Linked DNA regions of Mus musculus: region 1 is linked to region 2. Evidence: chromatin contacts called from public HiChIP or PLAC-seq data. All regions are on one chromosome and are shown on one strand. Each heading gives the region's core, a stretch centred on a gene start, on an enhancer-like site or on the middle of the called end of the contact. The rest is flanking DNA. Distances are from core to core; before and after follow the strand shown.

What was found. HiChIP or PLAC-seq counts read pairs in DNA pulled down with a chosen protein or histone mark.
Region 1: an H3K4me3 HiChIP or PLAC-seq map of embryonic forebrain shows a contact between it and region 2, with 18 times the contacts expected there. The contact joins the promoter of Erbb4 here to the enhancer-like site in region 2. A contact is called at or near these places in 6 of 39 promoter capture datasets (the C10 cell line, cranial neural crest, frontonasal cranial neural crest and 3 more), 1 of 484 Hi-C or Micro-C datasets (ganglionic eminence) and 5 of 115 datasets of contacts at active chromatin or transcription factors (embryonic forebrain, embryonic hindbrain, embryonic midbrain and 2 more).

The regions. Positions count from the first base shown.
Region 1 is chr1:69,106,663-69,111,571 of GRCm38.p6, reverse strand. Erbb4 (erb-b2 receptor tyrosine kinase 4) reads left to right here and starts at 3,513. Exons shown (of 27, transcript NM_010154.2): 1 at 3,513-3,897. The coding sequence starts at 3,816.
Region 2 is chr1:67,016,150-67,020,972 of GRCm38.p6, reverse strand. Lancl1 (LanC (bacterial lantibiotic synthetase component C)-like 1) reads left to right here. Exons shown (of 9, transcript NM_001190985.1): 3 at 1-115. It overlaps LOC115487097 (a long non-coding RNA gene), which reads left to right and starts at 122. Exons shown (of 2, transcript XR_003947846.1): 1 at 122-4,823. Within about 2 kb of position 3,327, at least 8 of the 459 cell types and tissues checked have an H3K27ac peak or open chromatin away from gene starts, as enhancers often do.

The sequences.
Region 1 (4,909 bases), core at 2,264-4,763, 2.1 Mb before region 2:
GGGACATGGGGGAGGTATCAGAAGATACTGGTATGCATTGGGACTATTCATTCCCGGGAAGTGATAAGAAGATAGGCCAGAAAACTGAAGCTTGGCCCATGTGAAGACATCTTCTTTAGGGAGAATGAGGACCTTCACCACCTCGTTCAAGTTGCAAAGTTCTTTTCTCATGCCATGCAGTTCTGGTTTCAGATAACAAAGGGAAAACTGAACTAGCTAAATGAAAACACTACAAAAAGAGCTTGAATCCTTTCCAGACCCATCTGGACTTTTGTTCCTTTCAAATGGCAGTTTCATTCTTTCTCGTTGCACGGACAGAATGAATGTGAAACTTTTTCTTTCCCAGGAACAGAAATCCCAGGGAGGGACGTGGTGGAAAGGACTGTCTCTCATCTAATCAACAGTGACTGATGCATTTTTCTGTGTTTGACTTGTCCAACTTAGAACCACTAGAGTGTTGTAATGTGGGCAGATTTCCAGATTCATAAGAATCAAGGGAGAAGGTATTCAGCAGGTCGTTCCTGCTCCTTGTTTGTGGTTGGAAAAATAATGAGTTACTTAGTCTCTCCCCAACCACCCACCACCACCCCATCCTCACGCCTGGCCTGGTTTTAAGTCTCAGCTACACATTTTAGTCAAGTGATAAGATTTTATTATAACACCACACTGCAAAGTGGGGAAATACAGAGATCTGTTTTTGCCTCTGGCAATTCAGATAGCATGTCCTTCCCATACCAGGTAGAAAATGTTCTCTGTGATCCTTTTCCTCCATGTGCTAATTCAGCAGACATGGGAAGCTGATGAGAGCAGACATATAAAATAATAATTCTTTTATATTCTGTTTTAATCTTTATGGCCCCACTCAGGATACCATGTTCCTCTATACATGTCTGTTTCTGATTGAAATGATCTAAGCTAGGCTTTAAAATATAAGATTTGTCCCTATTGAATATGGCATGCTTCTATAAGTTACAACTTTTATGTCCAGTTTGTAGGCTCGAAAGCTGTTGGTCAAATGTCAACCCATGGCCAGGTCAATTACTGTTTGATTCAGTAAGAACCAGGAAAATATAGGTCAAGACAAACCCAACTGAGATTTAGATACAAATTATAGGTACCTTGGCAACGTAATTGGTGAAAGTCAGCTCTATGGAGATGGTGACATCTATGATTGTAACTAAAAGTCCTCTTCTGCTAAGAATTAGTCTGGAAAATGTAGGTGAAGTAAGAACACATATAGAGGTCCTGCAGCAATATATAAAGATCTGCAGCAATGGCAGGATAGGAGTTATTATTTTTGAGTACTAAGACTTGAACTAAGGGTTTCATGCATGCCAGGTACTATACTCTCAGTCTCTCTTCAGGTAAATGAAGACAAAGAAATCCTCATAATAGGCACATCTAGAAAACAACACGAGATATTTACACATCCAATCTTTTTCTCATAACAGGAGTTATAATTTAGCTATTATAATTTCTTCCCTTTTCAAAAATAACTGTCACCAGAAACTGGACTCCAACAAAATGTAGGAGCTGAAACTCCCTCCAGTCCCCTAGAAGTAGCTTGTTTTGTCACTGAAATTGTTATTGTGGTGGCAGATGTAAAAATGAGCAGCTTTTACGGAGAAAACGTATCTGAAAGTAATCATAAGCTGATGGAAGACAGGTAAACTGGGCCGAGATTGTGTTAAATGAAAGGAAGAAATGAGATAAAGACGAAAATAGAGATAACTCCCAAGCCCGGTGCATGTGCTTCTGTAGTCAGTGCCATTCTAGTCAAGGCCCCTTCTCTGGCTCTGGGGATCCATTTTTTCTCTGCCCTGGGCTGCTTCTGGATAAAAAGCACACGCAGTTTGTTTGACCTGCAGTGGGCCTGTTACACACTGTGGGGCCAAGGAAAGGCTTCAAGCTTCAGGCTTCTGCTACTGCTGTTTTCAGCTGCCTGGGAATTCTTAAGGGATGGGATCATAGTCAGAAGATGTGGGAGATGGGGAAGGACTCCAATAGTGACCGAGGAAGTAGGGTGGTTTGGTTTTAAAGCACCCTTGCTTTTTTTTTTTTTGTATATATTTAGTCACTGCTTTGAGAGCAAGCATAGAAAATGCCTTCATAGAATAGCTGTACACATAGCAAAGGAGTATCCTCTGACTCACTACAGGTTCTGGCCCCAGCATAGAGCAGTTTTAGACCTGTGGCCTCTCAGACTACAGTAATCCCTTCCAGGGCATTTTAGACTTAGAGAAACTTAGTCGTACAGCGGTTGATGACCTTGGAAGCACACACCCTGCAAAGAGGGCAAGTGCAGGGCCTCAAGCTGGCCCTGCTATGGCGTGGCCCTAACGGCTCGAAGGTCAGCTAAGATCTCACCTCCTAAACACCTTCAGACCGAACAGCACAGACGAGAGAGTTTGCATAATTTCAGAATCAAAGAATGTGGTTTCACAAATATGGATTTTTAAGTTTGGCCCAATGTCATCTTGGGAAGGTGGGAGAGATGGCTTATTTGGAAAAAAAAAACTATTGGAAGATTTCATCTTACCTGCGAGGCTACCAGCTACCTACAATATCCATTCTAAAGTACTAAGTATGCTAAGTATGGAATATTCTGGGTGATGGCGAGGGACAAAGATATTTTATTCCCAAAGCAACGTTGACTTTCTATTTCTAGGGAAGGTTCTGTGTATGGACTGACACCTTGGAGCAATAAAGAAAATGCCCTGTTCTTGTGTCAAAAAATTCGTTCAGCAAGCATTCCTTCTGGTGGACTGACTACTCAGCGGGCCAGCTGTCCAGGGCCTCTGCCGGGGCAGCCCCAAGGGGAGCGTTTCAGACAGTGGTCTCCACTGAGCTTCTCAGATCCTGCTTCCCCAAGCTCCTACCATGACCCTGCTGCTCCCACTGTCTGACAGGTGTTTTTCCAACTCTAGAGGCAGAGGATTTTGGGGAGTGTCTGAGCCAATAAGATTTCTCCTTAGGGGGAGGGCGTGGCTACATGGGTCAGAGCAGGGGCGGGGCTTGCGCAGCGGAGGAAAGCCTGGCTGGTTGTGTGGAGGGTTGTTTGATTCCCACCCCCCACTCCCCTCTTTTTTTTCTTTCTTTTCTTTTCTTTTCTTTTTCAAAAATCTTTCTTCTGACTCTTATTAATTTCTCTGTGGGGCTGCGGCTGGAGACCGCGGAGCGTTGGAAATGACGTTCGGAGCTTTAATTACTGCAATGGCTGGACAAGTGTGAGGAAAGCTGACAGTGGAAAAAAAGGGGGACAGGATCGGGGAGAAGCAAAGAAGCAACACCCCCTCCTTTTCCCTCCAGATTTGGACAGGAGGTGCAAGGAGACTGAAGAGAGAGCTGAACATAGCCCGGTTTTGGGGGGAGAGGCCGGAACCCCGCCGCCTCTTTGCAATCAACTTTTTTTGGAAGCCTTTATTCCCTCTTTCTTTTTATTGTTGACCAACCAGTGAGGAGAGCGAGCGAGCGAGCGAGAAAGTGAGGAGGGAACGAGCGAGCGGAGGATCACTCCGGGAACTAGCTGTACGTTGTGCTCGGAGCACCAGCCGCACAGTCGCGCTCACTCCCACCCGCGCGCCCTCCTCCGCGGCCCCTTGCCGGGTCCGCGGGTCCACGGGTCCTGGAAGCCGCCGCCGTCGCCGACTGGCTCTCCGGCCCCGGGAAGCCCGTGCACCAAGCGCGCCGCGCCCGCCCCCCTTGCGCCCCCCACGCGCTCCCGGCTGAGGGGGGGAGATCTCCTCCGCGTGCTCGCAAGTGGCTATGGTATTTGGACATGTAATTGTCAGCGCGGGATCTGAGACTTGCCAAAAATGAAGCTGGCGACGGGACTCTGGGTCTGGGGGAGCCTTCTGATGGCAGCGGGGACCGTCCAGCCCAGCGCTTCTCAGTCAGGTGGGTCGCGGTCTCGCGGTTCCCGGTCGCGCTCCAGCTGTTGAACCCGCCACTGCCTCCGGTGTTTCCCTTCTCCCTCGCCCCTCTGTCACCCTTAGGCTCCAGGGACCCTAGGGACCGGGCTTCTGCCTTGGGTCGCCCCTAGCTCCATCCCAAACTTACCTTTGTGTGTGCGTGCGTGTGTTTTTAATTGATGCTACAAATGACTTCGCTTTCCTGCCACCCTCTATATTATTGTCCCCCCTCTCGCCCTCTCTTTAGCCCCCTTCTTTCTTTCTCGCGCGTTTTCTGGGAGCCTAAGCGGGATCGCTTCTGGTGGCGCCCGTTGTTCGGGGCGTGGGAGACCTGAGCCCGTCAGTGGAGGTTCCCTCCTTCTCGAGCTGGGAAGGGGGGGGGGGGGAATCAAACCAAACCGGAGAATCGCTGCACCTCTTCGGGCTGCCAGGAGGTTCCTGAGCTGAGCCTGGCTGGCCTTCCCCGGGGTGCAGGGCTGCGGCGGAGCGCGGCCGGGGAGCCGGGCTTGGCACCTGAGCATGCTGGCGCAGGGTCCCTGGCCCGAGTCTCCAGTAGCCTGCGGGGTCACACCGGACGCCCAGCCCTATCCGGGCAGCTGGAGCGCACCGGGTGCGCGCCTCGGCCGGGGGCCAGGGACTCTGGGCCTTCTTAGTTGGCATCTCTAGGCTGTCTTGAGATTGACTTGGGGCGAGAAAGAGGGTGTGTGTGTGTGTGTGTGTTGGGCGTGCGACTCTTCAGCCAGCATGATCTCTCTCTCTCTCTCTCTCTCTCTCTCTCTCTCTCTCTCTCTCTCTCTCTCTCTCTCTCTCTCTCTCTCTCTCTCTCTCTCTCTAAAAGAGCCTGGCATACTGAGTCCAGAGCTCGGCCTTCCCTCCCCATGCTGGACTTGGCTCTGGGAAGAGTTCTTCCAGTAGTGCAACTTGGGGTTGGCCTAAACTTCTGTTTACTGCCCTGCCGGGCTGCAGAGCTCGCGGGTGGCGCTCACTGACTTAGCCCG
Region 2 (4,823 bases), core at 2,078-4,577:
GTCTGAGCAGGCGTTCCATCACCTTCCTGTGTGGCGATGCGGGCCCCCTGGCTGTGGCTGCTGTGCTGTACCACAAGATGAACAGTGAGAAGCAGGCCGAGGAGTGCATCACACGGTAACCATGGTTGCTTATGAGGGTCGTTGCCTAGACATCGTTGCCTAGGATTCTGCATTACGTTAACACAAGAGCGTTTGACTGAGTTTGCTTTCCTCTCAGGGGTAAATCAGTCTCCTGCTTTTGGTCAGTTCTCATGTTCCTCTTATAGTTAAGGAATCGCCTTGTAATCCTTATCTTAGTACACAGTAGACCACACTGGTGTGGTCCAGATCAAATATCAATTCCCTGGGATCAAAGCCTTGATCATGGCATGACTTCGTGCTTCCCAGAATCCACATTTGGAAAGGAAGTGCCTCTTTGTAAACCAGGGACCAAAAATGTGAGGCTGCTATTCTAGCTGGGTTGGGGACACACCTGAAATCCCCCTTTGTAAGTTATTGAGCACTCTTTTGATCTCCTAAGAAGTTGGACTGGTATGCAGCCCCACAGAGGCTCATTCAGAGTCCTCACTGAGAACCTGTGTCAGCAGGTGGAGTTGCATTTCTAACATGATTGTCCCAGAGTCTCCTGTGGTTTTATATTCTCATTCTTCTTTCCTATAATTGCTGCGAGAAATGCATAGTTATCAATTTAGTTAGTTGAAGAATTCCTTCATTAATATATATTGTCCTTCCATACCCATGGGTTTCCATCCAGAGACTCAATCAACAATAACACAAAAGTGTTGGGCAAAAAGTTTGTGTTATTCCCTAAACACTGTGACTATATTTACAGAGCACTTTAAGTATAACCTGCTTCAAAGCATAAGTGAAGATATCTGTGGGTTTCATGTTAATCACCCATTTTATATGATGGATGTGGTTGTCACTATCTTTTAGTATCTTTGGGGTGCTAGAACCAGTCTCATGGATGCCTAACAAAAATTCTGGTCTGTGTGTGTAGTGCATCAGTAGGCTCTTTGTGCTGTTCAAGTTGTGCTTATGCTACAAAGAAGGAATTATTCATTCCTGTGTTGCTTGGTGGATGTATAACTTGCACATGTATGCACACAGAAGTTCTCCATTCTCCCCAGATTTTGTCCCATAAACTAGTACTTTCTCATTATAACAATTTTTTTTCCTATTGGAAATTATAACCACAGAAAGGAAGCGAAAGAATCTTTTGTTGTACCTATAACATTTTGTGAATCAATATAATAAATAATTTTCTGCATTGACATTTTTAATATAACTTTGCTTATATCTGTCAGAAGCCACAAATTATATAGTCCAACTTCAAATGAAAAGCCACATTATCTAGTATGTATAGAAAAAAAAAGAAACTTTGGTCAAGAATGACTTAATATAAAGCTACACAAGCTTTCTGCATTCTGGCTAGTCCTCATAGTGCTGGAAGATGCTGCTAGGAGGGGGTGACATTACGCAGCTATGAACCCTGTAGTTTGTACTACTGACCTCGGAGCAGGATATGCCCACTGGTGCAGTACAGGCAGGACTAATAGGGTAACCAACTGTTTCCTTACTGATTTGAGACCACTCATCAGGAGGAATTTTATGTCTGGTACTGTAAGCCTGGTCAGAAGCCCATGGCAGAAGAGGTCATATGCCCTGCTGGGGAAGCTACTGCTGTTGTCTTGCTAAAAGGACACGATGCACCTGTCAGATTACACCCAATTATTTATGTTGATGCCCACAGGTCAGTGCTATTGTCAGTTTTTGTCAGAAAAGCTGCTTTCTGCACTGGATGGCAGCTACTATACAGGCTTAAAACTGATCTAAGCATTGAAAATAAGTTCCTGTTAAGCATTTAGCCCTGAGAAGGCTTCATGTCACCCCTCCAGTCTCAGACAATATCAAGAGAACTAGAAAGGAGAGGTTAGGGAACCGCTGGAATCCTACCCTGTGGGTGTGGCATCCTACCCTGTGGGTGTGGCATAGCCATTGCTCCCTTGAACTCTTAGCAGCTGTGATTACCTACGAGAGCCCTGCACATCAGTCTTGCCAGCATCCTTTCATGGAGAGGGAAGGAGTAACAGGCTGCAGCAGCCCTGATCATCTTCTCAGTGGTCAATGGCTGCAGAGGGTGGGGGACAGCAGCTGATAAGATTCCCATGCATTTGTGACAACCAAGCCCATGTTCTTGAACCTTCATTAAACTCATGGGTGTACAAAAAATACAATTAAAATATGAATTTTAAAGAACTGTCACCAAGCTTGTTCAGAATGGTAGAGGATACAAAGCAATTATTTCTCTAAAAGTCTATGCAAAGTAAGTTTCTTCCATTGCAGTTTGCTGATACATGATTGGCCAGTGCAGAACTGTTGGATGCTTACTTAAGCCTGAAACATAGAACCTACCTTTCTTATGTGTTAAAGCCAGTTGGCATCTGAGCTCTCTAAGGCGGTATTCTTCAGTCTCACTCTGAATTCCTATCAGATACATAGTGGTTCCAGTATGTCACACACAAGGTCATCTTCCCTGAAATACAATGGCCAGGTAGTAACCTGCTTTGTTAAGAATTTTAATGGTATTTGGTGGAAATAAGGTGTTGAAACAGATTGGAGTTTGTGCTCGATACTGGTTACACAAATTTCCATGCATGCCTCTCCCTGTTTGCACATAGTCTCAGGAGCATGTGTGAAGGAATCCTACATCCTAGGCCAGAGCCATGTTCTCTTTCTAGTCATGTCAGCCTTCTCCTCTTATCCAAGGACCTGTCCTAAGAAACACTCCGGGAAATGGTAACAGAGGCCATGATTGCTTTATTAAAATTAAAATACTCCGAAGAGTAAGCTAAGACTTAGTTATTGTGTATTTGATACCTTGGTTATAAATACCTTTTGTGATGTACATATTTTTAAATATTTTTATGACACTTCAAGAATATTTTATTTATGGCCAGCAAGCTTGTTATGTACAGTTAAAATATAGAAGGTGAGATCAGGCATGACTCCCATCCATGATTCTAACACTTGGAAAGTTGAGGGAGGAGGATTTCTATAGATTCAAGGCCAATCTGGGCCATGTAGTAAGCTCTAGGCCAGGCTGGTCTATAGAGTAAGATTGTCTCAAAACAAAAGAGGTGTGTGTGTTTGTGGGGGGGTTATGCTTCTAGTCACGTGTATGTGAATATGCGTGTGAAAGGGACTTTGGGTCCCAGTTTTGACTGCCTAGCTTCTTTGTTTCATGGGCTCTGTTGGGAACTGCAGTGTTTGCTTAACCTTCTGCATCTCCTCCTCCTTTGTGGCAAAAATTCCTTTAGTTTCACTTTATACCATCAGATTGAGTGAGTGTGCTTGCTTACTCTGCTGCTTAATGAGCCATCGCCCTGTTGGCTCACACTCATTTCCTTCAGCAGTGTCTTTGTTGTGTCCCGGGGCCACACCACCCATTTTCCTTTCCAGCGTTTTTTGTTTTTTTTTTGTTTTTTTTGTTTTTTTTTTTGTTTTGTTTTTTGGTGGAATAGACTCTCAAAATCAGAATTTTGAGTTTGAAAGAGCAAACATGTTGTGGGAAATGTTAAAAAAAAAAAAAAAAAAAGGAACCGACGGGCTTCCTGTGCTACCACCAGCGACCAGCGGACCACATGGCTCCAGCTGGGTGATCTCAACTGGGCCGTCTCTCTATTGGCCGGAGCTCCTGGGTTCCTTGGCAGATCTTTGCCGCCAGGCCCACACAGTGTCCATCCACTCCATGGTCAGCCATCACAACATCCATTTACCTAGTAGAATCAGAACTCTTAAAACTTAAAACAAACCAATCGGATTTATGTACCAATAAATTTTCTATTTACAGGATGCCAATACAATAATTTCAGAGCCAGTTTGTCATAGTCAGGGTTTCTATTCCTGCACAAACATCATGACCAAGAAGCAAGTTGGGGAGGAAAGGGTTTATTCAGCTTATACTTCCATACTGCTGTTCATCACCAAGGAAGTCAGGACTGGAACTCAAGCAGGTCAGGGAGCAGGAGCTGATGCAGAGGCCATGGAGGAATGTTCATTACTGGCTTGCCTCCCCTGACTTGCTCAGCCTGCTCTCTTATAGAACCAAGACTACCAGCCCAGAGATGGTCCCACCCACAAGGGGCCTTTCCCCCTTGATCACTAATTGAGAAAATGCCTTACAGCTGGATCTCATGGAGGCATTTCCTCAACTGAAGCTCCTTTTTCTATGATAACACCAGCTGTGTCAAGTTGACACAAAACTAGCCAGTACACAGTTGATAATGATAAAAGTTTTATCCCAATTATTCTAACCTTATGATACCATATCTACCTGTGGGTGGTTCAAGCCACACTGATTCATGTCTGCCTCCATTCTCCCCCTCTTCAGAAGCTGTCTCTGCAACACTTAGCTCCGCCTCCCTTTTCCCTGTCCAATCACAGGCCTCCTCCTCACTAATGTACTTGGACAGGGAAATCCTTTGACTAATCATCCTTTCTGTTTAATTAAATTAAAAAAAAAAAACTTTTCTCTCAAAATATAAATTGAGCACAGCTATTACCATGTTGTAACGTATAAGGTATAAGATAGACCTAACACCCAGTCCAACATTTTTGTCAATAAAATAAAACCCTGTCCTCTATTCTAACTTAAAAGACTATAATTCTGCACCTGACTTCTGTCTTGATTTCAGATTGAATGCCATCTGAAAACTATGCTCTCAAATCTGTTCTCTCAAAGTAAATAGCCTGGGTTGGCTATGAGACTGTAAGTAGTTTTTCAACCCCGTCAGAAATCTGAGAAGGACCAACATATCTGA